Linked DNA regions of Arachis hypogaea: region 2 is linked to region 1. The links are chromatin contacts, called in public Hi-C maps. All regions are on one chromosome and are shown on one strand. Each heading gives the region's core, a stretch centred on a gene start, on an enhancer-like site or on the middle of the called end of the contact. The rest is flanking DNA. Distances are from core to core; before and after follow the strand shown. Region 1 has its middle 7.8 kb from the start of LOC112759102. Region 2 overlaps LOC112755041.

Region 1 (6,207 bases), core at 1,228-3,727:
ACAATTCTGATGGGTCAGTCGAGCGATTCAAAGCACGGTTGGTCATCTTAGAAAATCAACAAGTGGAAGGACTAGATTACAATGAAACGTTCTCTCCGGTGGCAAAGATGTTGACCATTTGAACAACTCTTGCCGTTGCAGCAGCCCGGATTGGGAACTTCACCAAATGGATGTCCATAACGCCTTTCTGCATGGCGACCTTGATGAAGATGTGTACATGAAGCTCCCACCCGGGTTCCAAGTGTCTCAGCCAAGCTTAGTGCGTAAACTTCAAAAATCCATCTATGGCTTGCGACAAGCTCTGCATTGTTGGTTTGCAAAATTATCCTCTGCCCTTACTCGATTTGGTTTCCAGCAGTCACAAAAAGACCATTCCTTGTTTAGTCTCTGTAAAAATGATGTCCACCTGGTTGTTTTGGTGTATGTTGATGACCTTGTGATTGCAGGAAATAATGGTGATGCAATTAACAAATTCAAACAGTACTTGCACAAGTGCTTTCACATGAAAGACTTAGGGCGCCTGAAATATTTTTTGGGGGTTGAAGTTGCCCGATCTTCCAAGGAAATTTTTTTGTGCCAGCGAAAATACGCCTTGGACATCATCACTGAAGCAGGTTTGCTGGCTGCTAAGCTCGCAGCTACTCCGTGTGAGGAAAATCACCGGTTGGCATCCGCTGCTGGCCTTGTTCTCTCTTATCCTAGCATGTATCGCCGCTTCGTTGGAAGACTCATATATTTGTGCTTCACCAGACCTGACCTCGCCTATAATGTTCATGTTTTGTCCCAGTTTATACAGAACCCACATACTGAACATTGGCACGCCGCTTTACGGGTTGTTTGGTATCTAAAGGCACATCCGGGGCAGGGCATACTTCTACCTAAAGAAAATGATTTGCAACGCTTTGGCTGGTGTGATTCTGATTGGGCTGGCTGTCCGCTAACACGCCGGTCTCTTACAGGGTGGTTCATTCAATTCGGTACCGCCCCTATCTCGTGGAAAACACAGAAACAACAAACGGTCTCCGCCTCTTCTGCTGAAGCTGAGTACCGCTCAATGGCCAAGACAACCAGGGAATTAATATGGATAAAGGATATACTATCCTCGCTGCACGTATCGCAGCCTGCTCCCATTCGCTTGCACTGCGATAGTCAAGCGGCGCTTCACATTGCTAAAAATCCAGTCTTCCACGAACGTACCAAATACATCGAAGTCGACTGTCATTTTGTCCGGAATGAAATCATACACAATCGACTATTACCTTCTTATGTTCCTACTCATCTCCAACTAGCTGATATTTTCACCAAGGCTCTCGGGACGAAACAGTTTGGGAAGCTCTTAGTCAAGTTGAGCATTCAAAATTTATACGCGCCAACTTGAGAGGGGGTAACAACGGTCAACATAAGTTATATATAGAAATGTCAATTAAAAAATTTGGTTATTTATGTATATAGCAATCTGTCATATATATTTTTGGTAGGAATAAATTAGGATAACAAATCAAGCTGCTATATTAGGAAAAAATTTGCTGTGATTTGTTGATTAGAGTATATATATATAGAAAGTTTGTATCAAAAACAAAAAGGACAATTACCATTTCTTATTATTATCTTTTTTCTTTTTCTGGTCAAAAGGTGATATCTATCTAGGCAAAGTATTTCATGGAACTCTTATAAAAAGTTCTATCAAATTGAGTTAACTAAAATATTTATAAATTAGGAACAAAACTCTTAAAAATTTATTAACCACCCTTTTAACCCTTCTTTTTAATGGTTGTAATTCTCACCATACTCTATTTTATCCACATTTTTCACAATTTAAAAATTAGGCTCAAGTTTACTCAGCTATGAATATTAATTTATTGATCAGATCCACAATAATTATGTCACAGTAGTAATAACTTTGAACTAAAAAGCAATCCTTTTATAGTAACCTTTGTTGATTTTGTTTTATAATGATGACTAAAATCATCTTTCGAACCTTGAATCTGTCCGAAGACCCATTTTGGTCGCCATAGTATTCTCACCGGCAAGAAAATCTTCCTAACTGAAACAAAAGACCACCAATGAAATTCTGAGGAAGAAGTTTCAAGTTTTAACTGAGTTGCAGCCTAATGAACATTAACAATTTTTTGTTATCTTTCTCTTCTTATTTCCGTTATTAAATAATGAGAACACACTAATCTTAATGACTTAGTGCAAAGGATAATATTCTTCTGAGTTAAAAAGATTTTTTTTTTTTTCGCTTAACCTCAACCATGAAGAAGAGGCTGATAAAAAATCGTTAAGCATTTTATTTCCGATCTATAAATATAGAAAAGTGAGATAGGACAAATTTTAAATATTTTAAACAGATTCATTTGATAAAACTTTTTGTGAGTTTCATGAAATACTTTGCCATCTATCTAAAGCATCGAATATGGCCGTTCACACTCTCTCTTGGGCTTCTTTTGTGTTACGATGTACAGCACACTACCAACGTTTTTGTTATTGATTTTAATTTGGATAGACACTGCATTTTGCTTTTGCTTTTGCTTCTAGCTTCCCCATTTCAAGTTGAGTATTATATATAAAAAAAGACCCATCTCCAAGTCATTTTTTTTTCTTGGGTATGTGTGTGAGGCTCCCGCATACTTATCAAAACCAAGCCAATAAAAAATTCCATCAAGATAACACCAAAAAAAAAAAATTTTTCGATCAACACAATAGGATTATTGTTTAATCTGTAAGTTACTAGCTAGTTGAACACTTGAACCACTTTAAGTTTTAATTATATAAATTAGATATAAAATTTTAGCATGTAGCCATAGTATTTTTGCATTTTTTTTCCATACACACTTTTATCTATTATATATATATATATATAAATATATATATTACTAATTTTATAATTAAAATATATTATATGCAGTGACGGATCCAGAAAATTTTGATAGTGGAGACAAAATATATATAACATAATAATAATAATTTAAGTTTAGCTAATATGTGTCTTAAAAACACATGACAAACTTATTATTAGTAGAATATTTTAAATTTTTTCATTTGATAACTGTAAAATAAATACATTAAAAACTTAAATTTTTTGTATTTTCAATAAAAATATTCTCAATTTGTAATCTTATAATATGTGCCTTTAGGACACAAGATAAATAAACTCTAATAATTTTTATAATAAAATATTATATTGCATAAAAATCAGCTATAAAATTATTCATTAACCATTATGTATTTGTGTATAAATATATTTATTGTTTAATTCATTTTCAATATATATATTTTGTATTTCAATATGTATTCTGTACAAATAGTTACTTTTTATGTATATATAGCATAATTATTGTTATAATTATATTTTATTATTATAAAATATTAAAATAATAATATATATTTTATAATTCTATTTTTTAGGTTTCATATTTTTTAAAAAACTGAATAATTTTTTTAACAATACAGTCGAAATGCCTCTTTTATATATATATATATATATATTACCAAACAGTTATTAGAAATTCACTTCTCATACAATTAAAAGTCAACTCTCACTGATATCTATAGTTGAAAATTTTTTTTTCAATTAATGTAGTTGCTAGTTGCTACAAAAAAAAATTAAAATTAATTTAAAAAAAATAAATAATATCTTTTGAGTTTATTTCTAAGAAAGAACATCAATCTTATTTAAATTGAGAATTGATTATTCTAATAAACATCTAATATAAAATTTTTAAATTGACTATTAAGTACTAAAAGTTGAATAAAAAATTATTGTGGAGTTAAATTTAATAATTTAATGGGAGCAAATAAATATTATTATCATATACTACTTAAAAAATTTTTAAATTGTGCCCCACTACACAATATATAAATCCGTCCCTGATTATACGTTACTTTTTTATTGTAATTAAAATCTATTAAAAACCTATTTTTTATATTTGTCTCATTATTCCTAAAAATATGGTGATGGTAAAAATATTCTTTTGCTGGTGTGAGTGCCTATTCTCATATTTAGTAGCTTCAAAGTATACTTTCTATAGATGAGAGAGAACGCTTTTTTAAACGGTTTAGTTTTTGGCCACCACTCAAATAAAGATCACAAAAACAACTTTCTTTTAAAGACACCTACATGATAAAACTTAAACCATACATTATAAAGCCACACTTTTTATTACAAAACACTTAAAACCATAGCTTTTTATAAGAAAAGCGTCACCTAATGGAAAAAAGTAAATTAGAAGATTTAAGAGAAGAAATAATTAAATTATCAAAATTAATAGATCAAAAACTAATGATTTTAACTAATGTTAATTGTAATGACACTGAATTCTTAAAATCAATACAAAATGATTTTTCTCAAAATCTTTATTTTACTATAAGTTTTATTGAAGGGCTTCAAAAACCTGAAAAAACTTATATTTCACACGGAATTTCTAAAAAATGTTACCATGGAAATGATTCCCCACATCTTTATCATACTTTTAACCCATAATTAAATTCTATAGTAGATATGCTTGAAGAAATATTAGTATCCATAAAATTTCAAAGAAATAAGGAAAAAGAGAATCCCAAAGAAGAAAATTTTCAAAATATAATCAACATAACAGAATTAAAAGTAAAACCACCATTGAAATTATAAATATTGAAGAAAAATTAGAAGAAGTTACAATGCTTTTTAAACAATTAAAAATGGCTCAAGAAAATAATATTATGGAACAAGAATTTCAAATAGAAGAAGAATTAGTAAATTCTGAAAATATAGAAAATGAAGAACACATCCTAAATTATTCAAGTGATGAAGAACCAGCAATTCCAATACAAGTAAAAAATGAAGCTGGAACATCTAAGGATAATCAATCTCAATTTAAATGGAAACAGGTTTTGAAAATTATGCTTTTAAAAAGGAATTTATGAATAAAGATTCAAAGTACACAAAAATACCATCAAAATACGTTCCTAAAATCCAGGAAATGGAAGGAGAAAGAATGCTCGATTTAGACTGTAAAAAGAATGAAAAAGAAATTTTCGAGAACTGGTTGAATTCCTTCTTATTAGAAGCCTTTACTAATCCAAAACTTAGTGAATTGTCTGGAGGAGATATCTGGAATTATATAGGGTTTCATACTAAAGGAACTGTAAGAGATTATATGACATCAATAGAAAACCAAATAATAGAAGAATTAGCAACAAAAACAACAGTTTATGATAAGATATTACATATAATGATGATTCTATATAAAGAATTTTTTGGAAAAAATATTATAGATCATAGACAAGAAAGGAAATAAAAGAACGTTGTATGTAAGAAGCAACTCAAAAAAGATTTGAAAATATAATTAGAATTTGCTGTCAGGATAATAAAGAAATACCTCAAAAATATGGTCTTAATAAAAATTTTCAAAGAAAAAGAAAATATCAATTTAGAAAAAGAAAAAATATCCAAACTGGAGAAAAAAGAGGTATTTTAGAAAAAGAAATAACAATAAAAATAAAAGACAAAAAAATGACTATTGCCCAAATAAAAAAGAAAATTGTAAGTGTTGGTATTGCCAGGAAGAAGGACACGCACTATACAAATGAATGTCCAAAAAAGAAGGATAAAAAGAACCTTACCAAATAAATAGAAATTACTAAGTCTTGTTTCATGGAACCATTAGAAGAATCAGATGATAACTTAGACTATATTTTTGAATATGTCTCAGAAACAGATTCAGAGACTGAGCAATAATGCCACATTTATTACTATAAAAATAACAGAAAAGTTTATAAATGCTTTCATAGATACTGGAGCAATACAATGCTTTGCTAGTACAAATATAAATCTTGATTGGAAAAAATTAAAGAAATCATTAAGAGTTAGAATAGCTGACAAATCAATACATAAAATTGACCAAAAAGCAGAGATGGCTAAAATATTTATTCAAAATTATAGGTTCATTGTTCCATCTATATATATGTTAGATTCTGGAATGGATTTTATCATAGGAAATAACTTTTTAAAACTATATCATCCATTCATTCAAGAATTAACATATATAGTTTTAAAAGCTCCACACGATTCTTCAATAAATCAAAAATCAAAACGTATAAAAATACCAACTACTACTATAGATAAGATTTTAAAATTTAAAATATTTTCTATATTAGAAACATGTTATTTAAATTTATATTTTCAGATAAATATTCCAAAAAATAATCTTGAAATAAAAATAGAAG
Region 2 (6,207 bases), core at 1,699-4,198, 270 kb after region 1:
GACAATTTTCACATTATCCATGCGAAGGAGTTATCTCCCAACACGACTTCTCGACCATTTCCGATATGGGGAGTCGACCTCATGGGCCCATTTTCTATGGTCCCTAGACAGCTCAAGTACCTGATAGTAGCCATTGACTACTTCACCAAGTGGAACGAGGTCGAGGTTTTGGCCACCATGATGGTAGCCCAGTGTAAAAAATTCTTTTGGAGACAGATAATTAACCAGTTTGTCTATTAAATATTATAACCTTTAGTATACATAAAAATTGGATATATTTAGAGAAAATTTTTAGTTTAAATTAAGATAATTTTCTAACTATCTTTTTTGTTCTTTTAGTATTAAATATTATTTACTAATGTAATGAAAAATAAAAATAACAATAATCACTCACATAAATTAAATAGATCATCCTAATATATACATGACACTATATATATCAAGAATTATTATATATGATAAATAGTTTATTTTTATTTTTTGTAATGATCATATAGGTAATTCCATGTATACATCAACTAATCTTTATAACACATAATCTATTGTATAAATTTTTTTCTCTTAATATATGTAAATTAATGAATTTAAGAAGATATAAGATGTTATGTATATTATTTAAGATACTAAGCAACTTAAGCCATCATTTAAGACAATAAATATAATAGTGTAAATATCTACTTACTTATTACTATTCAAAAAATATATAAATAGTATAAACTAATATTTTTTGGTAGAAAAATAATAATAAAAATTATTAATTAAGTTAATTATATAATAAAAAATGGTAAATAATTTTTTAAATGATAATAATAAATGAGATCACTATTCTCACATACTACAAAGTTTATAAAAAATTTTATAATAAACCAACCCTCAATAAATTATATTAACCATGTCAAAAAAATAAATTATACATTAGATATTGTTTACATAATAATATAATATATATTATTGATCATTAAGTGCTAAATATTTTGTACCAAACTTTTTTTTTGTTATTTAAATTTGAATAAGAAAATAAAAAGTTATTTTAAATTTTATCTCACTGACTAGAATTAATTTTAAAATAAAAATTATTTTATACATCATATTATTAAATATGTGGTCATTTGCTTTTCTTTAACAGCAATTATTGTCAAGATAAAATAGTGTAAAAAATTTAAAAAAATATTTACTAATTAAGGGATAATAATTTATTTTTCAAACAATAAATTATTTATTGAATAACAAAAGTTGTTATGGTTTTTCTTCACACAAACTAATACTCAATGATGATATTCCGATAATATTACCAAGGAATATTAATCAATTTAATAGCTTTTATAATGGCTTAAGTCTATAAGTTTGAAAACATAGAAACCATGTCATAAAACGTGAAATTTTAATAGATAACATTAATCACATTGTTTTGATTTCAAGAATGAGTATGATACCAATAAATAAATCTGTTTCAGATAAATTTTAACAAAGATAAGTTTCCATAAATATTGCTATCAATGAGAAATTGTTCTACTTTAAAGATAAATACTATTTTTTTTTACGGTATTTTCTAACTATGCAAGCCAAGAATTCACCACGGATTGAAGTTTCATTTATTAAAGGTCTACTCAATGAATTGCTACACACACAAAGTGATATTTAAATCCATAATACTTACTTAAACAAACGAATGAGATAACTACTCAACTAATTCAAATTAGTTAAAGGCAAATACTAATTGTTTTTAATGTTTTTAACATTAAAAATTATTGAACTCTAATTTTAATTATAATTTTATAAAATATTTTTTACATAAAAAACTTCATATATTTTTATGTATTATCTCATACATGATATATATTAGTAATAATAAAAATGAGTGGAATTCGTTAGTAGATCAGAGAGAGACGTGGTGAACGAACAAAAATGTAGTAGCAGCCCATCAAGACTTGGAATTGTACGGTTTTTACAATACAGAACATCAACTTGAACAAGAGAAAAACATCAACTAAAAAACTCGCACTCCTCAGGGGTGGCTCAGTACAAGTTTCACTGAAATAATTACAAATTGATGCTGAAAGCTCAGCATTGTTTTTCAAAATTCTGGCATTAGGCATAGTGAAGCAGACGATTTCTGTTATCTTTCTACTCGTTACAATTACTCATCAACTAAGTAAATACTCGTTGAACTTATTAAAAAAGATTTGAAAATAAGAAAGCTTATCTTGGCAATACAAAATAGTTAAGCAATAGTTTGAAAATGTATCATTAATCAGCAGTATCATTAACAACTATGTCCAATGAAAACACTGAAACTCCCAAATCTTGATTCTTGAGGGAGTACTTCTGGTTTTTGGAAGGTTCTATTTTCTAGTGAGGATTGGGCTTAGACTTCTGACCATAACCCCACAAGCTACGTGTAAACTCATTTAGCTAAAATATTTACTTGGATAGTTGGAATTCAAGATATCCAGTAAGTATTTGTGATAATAAAGCAACTCTACAGATTGCTTCAAACCTATTTGGTGATTGATGAAAGAATAAAACACAATTAGCTAACACTTCAGACAGTCAACTAATGTAATCCCAGCAGCTAAATTTAACACAATAACAGGTCAGTTGCCTTATCAAAAACAAACTGTAGCTTTACTTAATAATGGAATGAGTTGAGCCAAATGTCATACTATATATGAACACATTTTTTTTTTTTTTGGTTAACATATAAACACGTTTAACCTCATCACAATCCATGGACAGTTTTCATGCACTTATATCGATTATTGGTGGGTAATGAGTCACTACAATTCCCATTTTAATGTTTGATTCCAGCCCATAAAATAATTCAGAGTTAGCAAAGTTCCATGAAGCATTTTTCAACATCCACCAACTTCTCATCACATCACAACTGCCTTAAATTAGGCGCCGAGGCTTGGAACCATTGGCAGAATCTGCTGCCTCACAAGGAGCTACACAAGGGTTCGAATCCTGAGTGAGCTCAGGAAGTTATAGAACCCATAGTAATAGTGAGGGGTGTGTGTGTGTTGCGTAAAAGACCAAGAAAAAACTGCCTTAAATTAGGCCAGCAATTGAAAATGGTTAACCCATTGAATTATTGAAATGGTCAATTATTTACAAGAGAAAAGAGGGTTAGTGCCAATTTTCCCCTTTTTCAAAGGACATGATTCATGTAAAGACATGTAACTATGTACATACAAGTGGGTCAACAAGAAGCAACAAGCTTTTTGAGAGGGTAAACTATAATTTTTCAGTTGATGTCAAAATATCTTGGATCTTCAGGAAAATGGTATTCCACGTTTAACTGCCAAATGAACCGCAACAAACTGTTAGACTAAGGGCAAACCCAAAATAAATGCACCTATAGTACATATTATTAGACTCATATAGAATAAGAACACAAATCAACCACATCAGACAAACATTAGCCAATAGATCAGCTACCTTACTCATTCTACCTGGGAGAAACCAGAGCTTACATGTAACAATTTGTTCAATATCTATTATATATTACTAATTTTACAATCAAAATGTATCACACGTCACTCTCTCATTACAATTGAAATCAAATCTTCTCCCCAAAATTAAAGAGTTTTCCCCTCCTCTCTCTCTCTCTCCCTTTCTCTATTTCTCTCATTCCTTTACCAACTCTATCTCTCTTATATATCATTATCAATGACTAATTACGAATTTGACAATCAAAATGTACATGACATTCTCTAATTGCATTCAAATTAAATTAAAATTGAAATATAGCTATATTATATATTATATTTATATATTCTTAACTGATTTAATAACTAAAATGTGTCACATAACACTCTCTTATTAAAATTTAGAGAAAATACCTCCTTCTTACACTCTCTTATCTACGTCTCTTTTTTTTTTCTATTTCTCTCTATCCTTCTCACTCTATATATAATTTATAATTTATATTTTATATTAGTAATTTGACAAATCAAAATGTGGCACCAGATATTTTTTTATTATAATTAAAATAAAATTTTTCCTTAGCTTCCAAAATTAACAAACTCACTCTCTCATTCTTCTCCTTTATCTTTCTCTTTTCTCTCATTCTCTATTTTTCTCTACTTTTCTATTCTACAAAAATTAAAATTAACAATATAATATAATTGAAATAAAAAATATTATTATACACATTTTTTTATTTACTTTTAAATTTTTACTGCTTATCTTTCTAATCTATATTTTCACTTCTTTTCTTTCAAATATTTATTACATATAATTTAGAGAAAATACTAATGTTGTGACTAAAAGTTAGAATCAAGATTTAATTATTTTAAAAAATAAATAAATTTGAGTTAATTTTATAACTATCAATATAAATCTTTTTATGCTAATATATATAATATTATTTTTAAATAACAAGCATAAAAATTAACTATTTCTATTTGTGCAACAGACTTAACGCCTAATCAAATATAAAAGTATACCCATTAAATTATATTCTTCCAAATTTTAGATAACGAATGTTAAAATTAATTATTAGTAAAAAATTAAACTCTTTCATATGAAAATAATAACTAAAATATTTATTATTTAATTTTTTTATCTACAAAGACCCTAGTCTTCTTAGTTGACAAACTTGTGTCCCTGGTGACCTTTTTGTAAAAGTAGTTTAATGCTATAAATTTTTTGTACTATAATCTATAATGTTAGAACTAATGTAGTTTTAAAATATTTATATTCCCGTAATGTTATTACGGGTACTAGTTTTACATAAAAAGCAAACACATTGAAAAGGAATATATTGTCAAGACAAAATTGGATTATTGCTACAGAAAATCCTTGTACATAACTAGTGGGACACTATTATTGAGGTAGTTATATGCCTCAGAGAATGAGTGGGTTATAAATAGAAATGAGAGGGAAAGGGAAAAGGAATGAAGGAGAATAGGCAGTTTAGAGTTATGGCGAGAAGAGGGAAATGTGAAGAAATAAAACTTTATCTCGTTGGTACTCCATCTGATTTGATGGATGCGGCAGCCCAATTAATTGAAAAAAAAAATCAGAAGGATTTTGAAGTGGGAAATTGAGGAAGAACATCTGATGAAAACAAATGGATATAGAGATAATCTACATGAAGAAACTATAGTATGAAACAGGAGAATAAGCACTGTTAGGAACCCAAGCAATCATAGTGCAGTGAGTAGCAAATGGAAAAATGGACGAGACCAATAAGGAATAGAGGGGTGATGAATATTTGTAACTGAATTTGCCGAGTTGGAACTGAAGAGAGGTAGTTAAAACAATATAAGGGACTTTCTATCTTGAAGGCTCAGCAAGATTGTATATAGATTTTGATCAAATACTATCACACTCAAGGGAGTTGATCAATACCGGTTCCCACAAATACTCACAATTTGACACATACATCCATCGTTCAAAGCTTGAGTAGTCACATGATTAGCAACGGAATGACTTGTGACTCCTAAGCCAACTATTTGTGTAATTCAAAGTTTCAGTTTCAGTTTATGTCATATGTGCATTGAACTCCTACATACCACTACCTCGTCATGGAATAAATACCCCTAAAAGAGAAAGACAAACCAAAAGCAAGAATAACTACAAACCTAAAAATGTAATCTAATAATTTTCCATGCAATATGAAGCCGCCATATTGCTTTTGACAGATCTAGTATGATGTGCCACAGAAAGGTATGCAGTGTGTGAAAGCCAAAGTTAGAACATACCTTGCCCTCATCAGCATCCGAATGACGTTGAGGGAACACAACTCTGACATCATTATATAAGTAGAATCTCCGCTCCCCCTCCATATCCAATCCAGCTTTTTCTGGAATAGAATTACATCTGCCTTTTGGAACTGTTTTACTAGTCCTTTTAGAAAATGGGCATATAAAACGGAGGTGAAGAGCATAACGTAATGGACGGGCACTATTAGAATTCTCATTGACCTTTGCACAGGAATTCAGTGATTTCCCTGATTCGTCACATGTTTTGTCCCACCATTCCTTACTTTCAGTTTTTTTCCCACATTTGCCTATCATTTCCGACATGATCTGGTTTGGTGTTTGCTTTTGCTTGGAAGAATACTCATTCTTTATTAAATCTTTCAAGCTAGAGCTCTTTCTGTTGCTTTGGTTTGTAGATTTTAGTTTATTTACAAGATCAACTGCATCATCGTGCTTTACTTCTCCATTGCATGAGATGTCACAATGCTTTTGTTCTTGT

The links. A called contact is a pair of places that touch in the nucleus more often than the background predicts.
Region 2: a Hi-C map of leaf shows a contact between it and region 1, with 2.0 times the contacts expected there. The contact joins two enhancer-like sites. A contact is called at or near these places in 2 of 8 Hi-C or Micro-C datasets (both in leaf).

What each region holds. Positions count from the first base shown.
Region 1 is chr16:131,377,799-131,384,005 of arahy.Tifrunner.gnm2.J5K5, forward strand. No RefSeq gene overlaps it. Among protein-coding and RNA genes, the nearest start is that of LOC112759102, 7.8 kb to the left of the region's middle. Within about 2 kb of position 2,478, at least 3 of the 3 cell types and tissues checked have open chromatin away from gene starts, as enhancers often do.
Region 2 is chr16:131,644,678-131,650,884 of arahy.Tifrunner.gnm2.J5K5, forward strand. LOC112755041 reads right to left here. Exons shown (of 7, transcript XM_025802922.3): 6 at 5,709-6,207; 7 at 3,066-3,298. The coding sequence ends at 3,245. Among protein-coding and RNA genes, the nearest start is that of LOC112755041, 10 kb to the right of the region's middle. Within about 2 kb of position 2,949, at least 1 of the 3 cell types and tissues checked has open chromatin away from gene starts, as enhancers often do.